Regions from separate parts of the Ovis aries genome. Here all the other regions are linked to region 1. A link is a contact called in public Hi-C data. All regions are on one chromosome and are shown on one strand. Each heading gives the region's core, a stretch centred on a gene start, on an enhancer-like site or on the middle of the called end of the contact. The rest is flanking DNA. Distances are from core to core; before and after follow the strand shown.

Region 1 (3,163 bases), core at 363-2,862:
AGCGCTGCATAACCTGTGCTCCTTGTGTTTCTCCATTGTACATATTAAGAGTTTCTACACATATAAAATGCTCTGCAGTATTCTCGTGTGAAGTTACAGGGTCTGTAAAGTTATTAATTAGCAATGTCCGCAGAGGGCTGGATTGGCTGACGGGTAATAACTATGATTCTTTCAATCTGGGTGGCCGGCTCCCAGGACAGTGCCTTCAACCTGGTCTGGAGAGTGGCTCCTGGTGGCTCCAGGCCTCGTGGCTGACACTGCGCCCTGCCCCCACCCAGAGATGGGCCTCAGCCTCATCCAAGTCGCAGATGCTGGGGACTCTTGGCCCAGAGCCAGGCTCTGGTGGACTGGTTTCCTCTCCTAAAACAGGTTGCTGCCAACATTAACTGAATGCTTCCTATGTGCCATGCACTGCTTTAAACTCTTCATATGAGGGCGTCTCATTTTCCTCATAACCCAGGTGAATGTTCTTATCATCACCATCTTTTTACAGATGAGGAGACAGGTGCAGAGAGGACAGGTAAACACCCAAGGTCTTATGGCTGCTAAGTGTCAGAGTTCAGATTTTAGGCTCAGCAGCTGGGTCCGGGGCATGCGTGCTTGTCTGTCACCCAGCGCATCTCCTCGTGGTCCAGTTAACCAGGACTCATGACTGTTGTTTGTCAGAGACTCCTACTCTCTTTTTTAATAAAAAAAAAAAATATATATATATATATATATATTTGGTGGTACCATGTGGCATGCATCTTAGTTCTCTGAGCAGGGGTCAAACCTGGGAACCCTGCATTGGAAGATCAGAGTCTTAATTACTGGACCACCAGGAAAATACTGCCCCCTCTACACCCCACCTTTAAAGGTATGAAAGTAAACTGAAGGTGTTAGTCGCTCAGTTGGGTCCAACTCTTTGCGACCCCATGGACTGTAGCCTGCCGGGCTCCTCTGTCTATGCAATCTTCCAGGCAAGAATACTGAAGTGGGTAGCCGTTCCCTTCTCCAGAGGATCTTCCTGACCCAGTGATTGACTCCAGGTGTCCAACATTGTGGGCAGATTATTTACCATCTGAGCCACCAGGGAAGCCCCCTTTAAAGGTATGTGCATCTTTATTTTTATTTTATTTATTTTTTCAGTCGCACTGTGTGACATGTGGAACTTCCCTGAGCAGGGATTGAACCTGGGTCAATTGAACCTTCATTGGAAGTGTGTAGTCTTAACCATTGGACCATCAGGGAAGTCCAGAGACTCCTGCTGTCTTGTATCCTTTCTGGAAATCATGCTGGGGAAACCAGCTTTGAGGAACGTCATTTTCAAGCAAATATACAGACGGGTCCTGATTCTGGAGCATCTGAGATTGAAAAGTTTGTTATTCCCAACTCAATCGTGGCTGCATCCAGAAAGAGGTCCCACACACCAACACGTGCCCTGCGATGCCAGAAAAGCCCTTAGCGGGGGTACATCTAGGCTCGTTCCAGAGAGGTCGAGAACGGGAGGGAAGGAGAAGAGTAAGAATAAACACTGCTAAAAATAGTGCTTGGCTCTCTCACACCCACAACAAGACTGCAAAGGGAGGGCAGAGGAGACTGGAGGAAGCCGCCCAGGACTTTTGCCAGAGGGAGGGCTAAGGGCCACTGCTTCAGTGGGGGCTGTTTCTCAGACTGTTCTCTCCCAGGGCTCGGGTGCCAGCTTCTGAGGGTTCCAGGCCTGGCATGCCTCCCCAGAGGGTGAAGGCCAAGTGGCCGTGTCTTGGAGTCTGGAGTCGTGAATGTTCCCAGATCTCACAGGCACTTTTGCCATGAGGCCTGAGCCGCAGCAAACTTGATAACATCCAGAGGTCCTCAGCTGAAGATGAAGGGGGTCCTTGGAGATGGAGATGTTTGTTTTCAACTTTAAGTGACAGATGTTTGAGCAACATCAGTCACGATGCACATTTCTGCACACTGACTCTCATCCACCCCCTCAACTTCCATGATGAAATGGGACTTCCGCTCCCCCGGGGAAGACATCTCAGCAGATGGGCTGGAATAATGTGGTGTGGACGGCATCCTTGTGGTGGCCTGGTTTGTGGCAGGCTCTCAGAACTGTGCAATGTTGTTCTGGTCTCTGGGATCTTCCATCTGTGCCCATGGCCTGCCCCATCTGCTTTTCCCTGGGCTGCTGGAATTTCTTCCATTTTAGGGGACAGGAACTCCCAGAGAAGACACTAAGAGTGTCTGGTCACAGGGTGGTGACCCAGCCCCTGTGGTCTCTGGCTGTGGCAGCTGCAACTGTTTGGGGGAAGGACATGGTTTCTTCCATGATATCAGATCTAGAGATTAGGCAGCCAGTGGGGTTTGGAAGCCAGAGCTGTTTGCAAAAGAGGCCCCAACATGCTGTATTCTGCAGGCAAGTCCCTTTGACCCCTTGGTGCCCCTGCCCTCCTCCCTCCAAAAGACACTCTAATTCCTGTTGCATTGATTTCATAGGTCCTCATGATGGTCACATAGAGGACTTTTCTTTATTTCTTTGGCTGCGCTATACGCCATACAGGATCTTAGCGCCCTGATCAGAGGTTGAACCCTTGCCCCCTGCAGGAGAAGCACATCTTAACCACTAGACCTCCAGGGAAGTCCTGAAAAGACAAACGCGTCACAAGGTACTCTTGGATCAAACATTCAGGATGCAGTTTACTTAAGTATCCATAACGTCTAGTAGAGGTGAGCTGTGAAACCGTACATCCCCAGGAGGTGTTGCTCTCACACATGGCGTGGGCGTTCTCCCAGGTGAATCATGGATGGATCTCTACTGTGTAAAACTAGCTTCTTTAAATGTTATGTGGAGATCAGTGGAAGTGTCAGTCATTCAGCTGTGTCTGACTCTTTGGGACCCTGTGGACTGTAGCCTGTCAGACTCCTCTGTCCATGGAATTCTCAAAGCAAGGCTACTGGAGTGGATAGCTGTTCCCTTCTCCAGGGGATTTTCCCGACCTAGGGACTGACCCCGGATCTCCTGCATCACAGGCAGATTCTTAACTGTCTGAGCCACCAGGGGCAAGTTCAAATGCCCGCAGAACCAGGCAGCAATGTCAATATGCCTAGAAGGCCTGGTGTTTGGTCTCTGAGTGGTAGGGTAGCTAGTGGAAGGTTTTATCTGCCCAAAACTTAACAAGAGAGCTAGTGGTTATATGCG
Region 2 (3,163 bases), core at 295-2,794, 350 kb after region 1:
GACTGGGGCAGGTTGGCCAGTGGCAGCTTCACTCACTCGGGAAGGAGATGAAAGGAATAGGCCTGCAGGAAGGGGGCTGGTTTTGTTGTAAGCCCCTTTGATCTCTCCTGTCCAGCAGGCCTGCTGTCTTCCCCTTCAAGGGCTGACTCACTGGAGAGGAAGACCAGGCCCACGGCAGCAAAAGCAGGCCCTCGTCATAGCAGCAGCCATCCTGAATGGGCCTGGGGACAGCCCTTCCGTCTACCCATTTTACAGATGTGGAGACTGAGGCCTGGAGAGCTGGCCTGAGCTTTTGTCTGGGGCAGTCAGGCAAGCAGGCAGGCAGGGAACTCAGGCTGTGACCCAGTTTTCCCTGTGTTCACCCTGCTCTTGCCTGAAGCTGACCAGGGCCCCACCCTCCTGCCTTGGGGCTCCCACCACGCTTAAATCCTGGTGCCAGATGCCAACTCTGTAAGCATTCGCTCGTTTTGGCCTCCCCATGCCTGGCTGAGGGGTAGGCATGCTTTCAAAGGGAAGAATCGGAGCACAGAGAGCTTAAGACTCTCATCCAAGGTCACGCAGTCACCAAGTGCCAGAGGCCAGGGGTCTGACACGAGCACTTTCTATACCTTGCCCTTTGACTCCTGCCTCCCAGTGCCCCAGATTGTGGGGCTTTCTGCCCAGCTCACAGTGTAGGTGTTGGAGAAGGGGGCTCCCGCGGACTCCCCCTCCCCTCCAGCTCTCAGTCCAGGTGCAGAGCCTTGCCTGCCTGACTGTGTCCTTCTCTCCCCCACTGCCCCCTGCCTTCCCCTGGGGCCTGGCAGCAGCAGCAGCAACAGCAACAGCAGCAGCAGCAGATGCCCCGCAGCAGCCAGGAGGAGAAAGATGAGAAGGAGAAGGAGAAGGAGGTGGAGAAGGAGGAGGAGAAGCCTGACGTGGAGAATGACAAGGAGGAGCTGATCAAGTAAGGCCAGCCCGGTGGTCCTGCGGGGGGCCCGGCCACAACCCCCAGGTGGCAGGCGGGCGGGCAGGCTAGCAGGGGGGCCATGGTTGGTACTCAGCCTGCAGGCCACCCGCCCTCCACCCTCCGTAAAGGCGTGTGAGCATTTGCCGTCTATCTACAGCAGATCTCCTGCTGAGAAGGGAAGCGCTTTCTCCTTTGCCGGTCCCCTGGCAGCACGCACCCCCCTCCTCCTCCCTTCCGGAAGCCTGTTCCTCTCTCTTTCCTCCACCTGCCCGCCTTTCTCTTGAAGCCTCTGGAGACCTTAGAGACTGATGGCTCATTTGAGCTCTACTCCTGAGCTAATAAATCCAGGCAATGACTTTGGAACTCTTTGCCTCACCCCCCTGCCCCACCTCCCCGTCTTCTCCCCTTTCCTCCGCTGAGTCTCCTGAGATGCTGAGAGCGGGAGGGGGGCAGATCTGAGAGGACGAGGTACACGCAGGCGGCAGCCCTCACCTTTAGAATTATTGCTGTCAGTGTGAGTTCTTGCAGATCAAGGCACAGCCTCGCCTCGGGGCCCCTGACGGCCTCCCGTGCCTGCCAGGGGTGGAGCACCGCCAGCTGGAGATTCACTCCGAGCAAGGGGTGAAGGGGGGGGCGGGCACAACTTAGCGCCAGGTACCTGGAGCAAGCTCAGGAATGTGGCTTCTGAGAACATCTGGCTTCGTTACCCCCTGTCTGCCAGACGTTCCTGCGAGGGCCTTCAAGAAGATGAATGGAAGGTGGTGGTGATAAATCTGAGCGGCCCTGCAGTAAACTCCCCTGAGTCGGCTTCTAAGAAGAGTCCCAGCCCCAGCTATTGAGGTCACATGCTCCCCACACACCTGACTCGGCCTGCATCAGGCCGGCGGAATACTCTCCTCTTGCGTTTTCTGCAAGCCCCAGTGGCCCGTGATAACACAGAAGGCAGAGTTAGCATTGTTGGTAGGGAGGGGGACATCTCCTCTGTGGGGAGTAAAGTAGCCTGAAGGGTGTACCAGCCTGCACCCCTATGCATTTAATCCAGTAAGCTTGCAAACGGATAGCAGAGAGCATCTCTAGTTGATGTATAAAATGGGCTTGCAGGGCTTCCCTGGTGGCTCAGTGGTAAAGAATCCACCTGCCGATGCAGGAGACACAGGTTCGATCCCTGGTCCGGGAAGATCCCACATGCCTTGGAGTAACCAAGCCCGTGTGCTACAGCTACTGAGCCTACAAGCCTGGAGCCCGGGAGCCACAACTCCTGAAAGCCCATGTGCCCTAGAGCTGGTGCTCTGCAACAATAGAAGCCACTGCAATGAGAAGCCTGATCACAACTAGAGAGTAACCCCCACTCTCCACAACTAGAGAAAAGCCCTTGGAGAAATGAAGACCTACCTACCCCGGCCAAATAAATAACTTAAGAAAAAATGGGTTTGCAGATAGCCACCAGCCCATACCCACACTGGATGAATAAAATAAGGCAATCAGTTACCTACCAGCCCACATCCCTGTTGGAGAATAAAGCAGATGACAGCTACCAGCTCTCACCTCCCTTTTGATAAATAAGATGGCATTGCAGACCTCTAGCAGCCTCATTCCCTCAATCTGGTGAATAAAGGAGCCTTGCAGATTGCTACCGCATTACCCCGAGCTTTCCCCCTTTTTTCCGCTCCCTTGGGCTAGTAGAAAATCGCTGGCAGCCAGCGCTCATCTTGCTAAAGAAAAGCGGCTGTCTTGAAACTGCCGTTTAGGTTCCTGGCCCAGGTGAAACCATCCTTGCCTCCCCTCTCTGGCCTTAGGGAGAAGACGGACGACACCTCTGGGGAAGACAACGATGAGAAGGAGGCAGTGACCTCCAAAGGCCGGAAAACCGCCAACAGTCAGGGGAGACGCAAAGGCCGCATCACCCGCTCGATGGCCAACGAGGCCAACAGCGAGGAGGCCGTCACCCCGCAGCAGAGCGCTGAGCTGGGTGAGTCTTGGGCTGGGGATTCAGAATCCCAGCATTCGTTGCAAACTTGCTATTTGACCTCTCTGTGTCCTGATGGCTTCATCAGCACCAGGGTTGTGAGTAATGCTTATAACTTGTAGGGTTGAGCATTTCAGTGACTTTGCGTGTAGGAAGAGCCTAGAACAGTGCCTGGGGCAGGTTCTCTGCCCTTCAGCTGTGATCCTTCCAGAATTGGAGAATTCACCTACAAATCCAGAGCACCAGTTTGG
Region 3 (3,163 bases), core at 217-2,716, 330 kb after region 1:
TTCTGGGGGTGCTTTCTATGTTTTGGCCTTTCTGGAGCTTTCCTGTTCTGACCTAATGATTGCATACTGTTAGTACAGTAGCTGAAGAACGGGGGACCCAGGCTGGGCTGATGTGGGCTGAGACCCAAGTTGGCAGCTTGTGTCCTTCAGGGTGCCAGGTGATCACTCCTTTTCAGTGGAAGTTATAGCACTCAGGGCCTTTGAAAATCGTGTGTTAGTGCCGTAGAGCTCACTTAATGGCCTTGTGATTTCGAACAGCCACTTCTCCTCCCTGAACCTCAGTTTCCACATCTGTAAAATGGGTGTAGCCTCAGTGCTTCCTTGTGTGGCTGTTGAGGTGCCCCATGTCAGAGTAAATTCTCAGTAAACATCCGCAGAGGATACAGGTGTAAGTTGGAGGGAGGTGAACAGTTGACCTAAGGGAATCCTCTGAGTTTGCTTCTTGGTCTCCTGAGGGCCCCATCTCTGCTTGGGGAAACCCCAAGGAAGGGATATTTTGGGGGGTGGGGGGTGGGGGAAGGAAGTGTCACAGGGGCAGGGAGAGAAAGGGAAGATTCTGTCTGTCTGGAAAATCAGGGCGTTAGGCCGCCTCCAGCTCTGCAAGCTGCCTGAGGCGGGCTTGCAGGCCGGGAAGCCTGCCTGACTCGCGGCTTCCTCTGGGAAGACAGAGAGGCTGTTCCGGATTCTCCAGTGTCTGGTTGGGGAGCCGGGGAGGGGCCGGCTGGCCTCCAGCCCAGCCATCTGGAGGGCTGGGCAGGATGATCGCCAGCCCTGGCCCGGACTCCCTGGGGGTGGGGGTGGGGGTGGGGGACCCGGGGCCCCTGCCTCCCCAGCAGCCTCTTCCCTCCCCAGGGAGGCTGCGGGGTGGTGGTGTGTCGTGGCGGGGTGGGGGGGGGGGGGGGGCGGAGCAGCCAAGGCCCCGCCCAGCATCCCCGGGGCCCCAGCAGCCGTGACCCACATCTCCACCCCCGCCGTCCGCCTGCTCCTGTGGCCCTGACATTTCAGCCTGGCCGAGCTCTTTCCCAGTAATTCTCTCGGCTTCGCAGGAAGCCAGTTGGTGGGGCGCCAGTTCCCCGCCACCCCTCCAACTTCGGTCCCTTCTTGCCGCCTCCTGGGCTGGCTTGCCTCCTGCTCGCCTCCCCGCGGGCACTCGGAGCCTCTGCTCCCATCTCCCGGGGAGGCCCGGCAGCCTCGAGATTCTGTGCCGTCACCTCGCCCTTGGGGGCCCCGTGTGGGCCGGGCGAGGCCCAGCTTCCCAGGCCCAGCCGGAGATAGAAACAAAAGCAGATTTTTTAAAGGGGGGGAACCCCACCACAGGGCTGCATGTAATGTCCTCATTTTTCCTGGAACCCGCCTCTAGCAGGACAAACAAATGTATTTTCAAAGGCGCTAAAACTAGTGACTCACTCCAAGGAACGCCCTCTCTTACCCCTCGGTCCCGCCCGCCTCGGCCCTTCCCACACCCCCCTGGGCTTAATTGCTCCGAGTGGGGCGGCGCCCGTCCAGCCGGGCCCGCGGAGATGGCAGGCGCCCGGGAGCTCGGCGGCCGCCCAGCCGGGCAGCCCCCCTCGGCCTGGTCTCAGGCCCGCCCTTCTCTCCTCGCAGATTCATGCAGCACCCCAAGAACTTCGGCCTGATCGCATCATTCCTGGAGAGGAAGGTGAGTCTGCCCAGGAGTGCAGCGCCGCCCGCCCCTCCCCGTTCCCCTCTGGCGTCCACTTCTGCGGGTAGCCGCTTGGGCTGCTGGTGAAGGACCCTCCCTCCCCACCCACGAGGCCTCTGCCTGCCGGCCCCTTGCTCTCCTTGCTGTGTCTGACAGCGCTTTCCTCCTGCCTCCCTCCTGGGAGCAGCCACAGGCCCCGCCCCAGCCTCCCGGGCCCTCGGGGGCGGAGCTCCAGGCTGGGAAACCCCAGGAGAGTTGTGTGCACCAGCTCCTCCTCCGACGTGGCAGCGAGCATCCTGGCAGATTGGGCCTGGGTTCTAGAAGCTGTGCTGTGCCTGGCATCCTAATTAAGTCTTATGGGCAAGAGTGCTGGTCTTCCAGGGCACTGGATGGAATGACCTTTCTAGGTCCCTCTGATGGTCTCTATGCTGACACACCTTATGCCAAGCCAGGCGTGTGGCTGGCAAAGTCCTCATCCCCTTTGGATAAAACCCGATGGAGAACTGACACTCGAGCTTCACAGGGGTGGTGCCCTTCTCTGCTCCAGCTCCCTATTGGCAGGTGGACACAGAACGTCCTAGGGAATGGTAACGCCCCCTTTTGTGCACCCACGAGGCTGGGCTGGACGTGGCCCTAGGTCAGAGTCTGCCATTGGGCCCTAGCATCATCGGGGTGGAGCCAGACAAGCTTCCTGAAAAGGTTTACTTTCTGGAGCTGCTTGTCTGGGTGTTTAAAGCAGCATTTCCCCGAATCTTGTTTCTCAGTGTGGGGGTGTCTGCCCACCCCTAGCTTTGCAAACACCCTGCTAGTGGAGGCCTCATGCTTCCTAATTTTGGGAGGGCAGTTGGAGCAGAATCCAGGCGGGTGTTTTAAAGGGTAACAGTTGTTCCCAGCATCTGCCCTTAATGAACTGATACCCATAGAAGGAGGGAGATGGGGCAGCGTCGGGAAGCGAAATCTCTCCCGGCCTGAAAAACCAGTGTAGAGAAGCAAGCCCATAAATAGCCTCTCCCCTGAGTTAGTGGCAGCTTCTTACTAGGGGTGTGGACAATGCAGGAGACTCTAGGTTGGGGCTCCCCGGAGATTCAAGGAGGGATTTCAGACGTTGGTAATTGAGCAGCGCTGTTTGAATGAGGAAATCAGAGGTCCCTATGCTGGAGAATAAACTTTATGGTGTTCTTTGGCTAAGAGGCAGCCCAAGCTAAGACTCAAATAGAGCTTCCAGAAGGGTCTAAGCTGGAGCCTCCTGCTATGCCTCTGGGGACTGGTGTGTCCTGACAGTGAGTGAGGCCAATAGCAGGGTGGGAGCCCAGTGGACTGGCCAGCTTGTGCCCACCTACAGGGCCAGCTCATTGGTTATCCAATGCAGGAAGGCACTCTTCGTGAATTGTTCAAGGGGAAGGCAGACACCCACATCCCCCAGTGTGCAGATATTGGCATCTGATTATAAAATGTTATTCCGAACTATTTTGCGGGCCGTGTGTGTGGTCAGGTTTAGCC

Evidence for each region. Hi-C and Micro-C count contacts between places; a contact is called where the count stands out from the background.
Region 2: a contact with region 1 is called in a Hi-C map of hypothalamus, with 6 times the contacts expected there. The contact joins two enhancer-like sites. A contact is called at or near these places in 7 of 16 Hi-C or Micro-C datasets (blood, hypothalamus, liver and 4 more).
Region 3: a contact with region 1 is called in a Hi-C map of tail adipose tissue, with 5 times the contacts expected there. The contact joins two enhancer-like sites. A contact is called at or near these places in 4 of 16 Hi-C or Micro-C datasets (liver, omental adipose tissue, retroperitoneal adipose tissue and 1 more).

Annotation. Positions count from the first base shown.
Region 1 is chr17:51,070,724-51,073,886 of ARS-UI_Ramb_v3.0, forward strand. No RefSeq gene overlaps it. Among named protein-coding and RNA genes, the nearest start is that of SCARB1, 100 kb to the left of the region's middle. Within about 2 kb of position 1,613, at least 24 of the 54 cell types and tissues checked have an H3K27ac peak or open chromatin away from gene starts, as enhancers often do.
Region 2 is chr17:51,418,332-51,421,494 of ARS-UI_Ramb_v3.0, forward strand. It overlaps NCOR2 (nuclear receptor corepressor 2), which reads left to right. Exons shown (of 50, transcript XM_060401093.1): 17 at 804-943; 18 at 2,743-2,915. Among named protein-coding and RNA genes, the nearest start is that of RFLNA, 95 kb to the right of the region's middle. Within about 2 kb of position 1,545, at least 3 of the 54 cell types and tissues checked have an H3K27ac peak or open chromatin away from gene starts, as enhancers often do.
Region 3 is chr17:51,401,300-51,404,462 of ARS-UI_Ramb_v3.0, forward strand. NCOR2 (nuclear receptor corepressor 2) reads left to right here. Exons shown (of 50, transcript XM_060401093.1): 15 at 1,606-1,660. Among named protein-coding and RNA genes, the nearest start is that of TRNAG-CCC, 95 kb to the left of the region's middle. Within about 2 kb of position 1,467, at least 36 of the 54 cell types and tissues checked have an H3K27ac peak or open chromatin away from gene starts, as enhancers often do.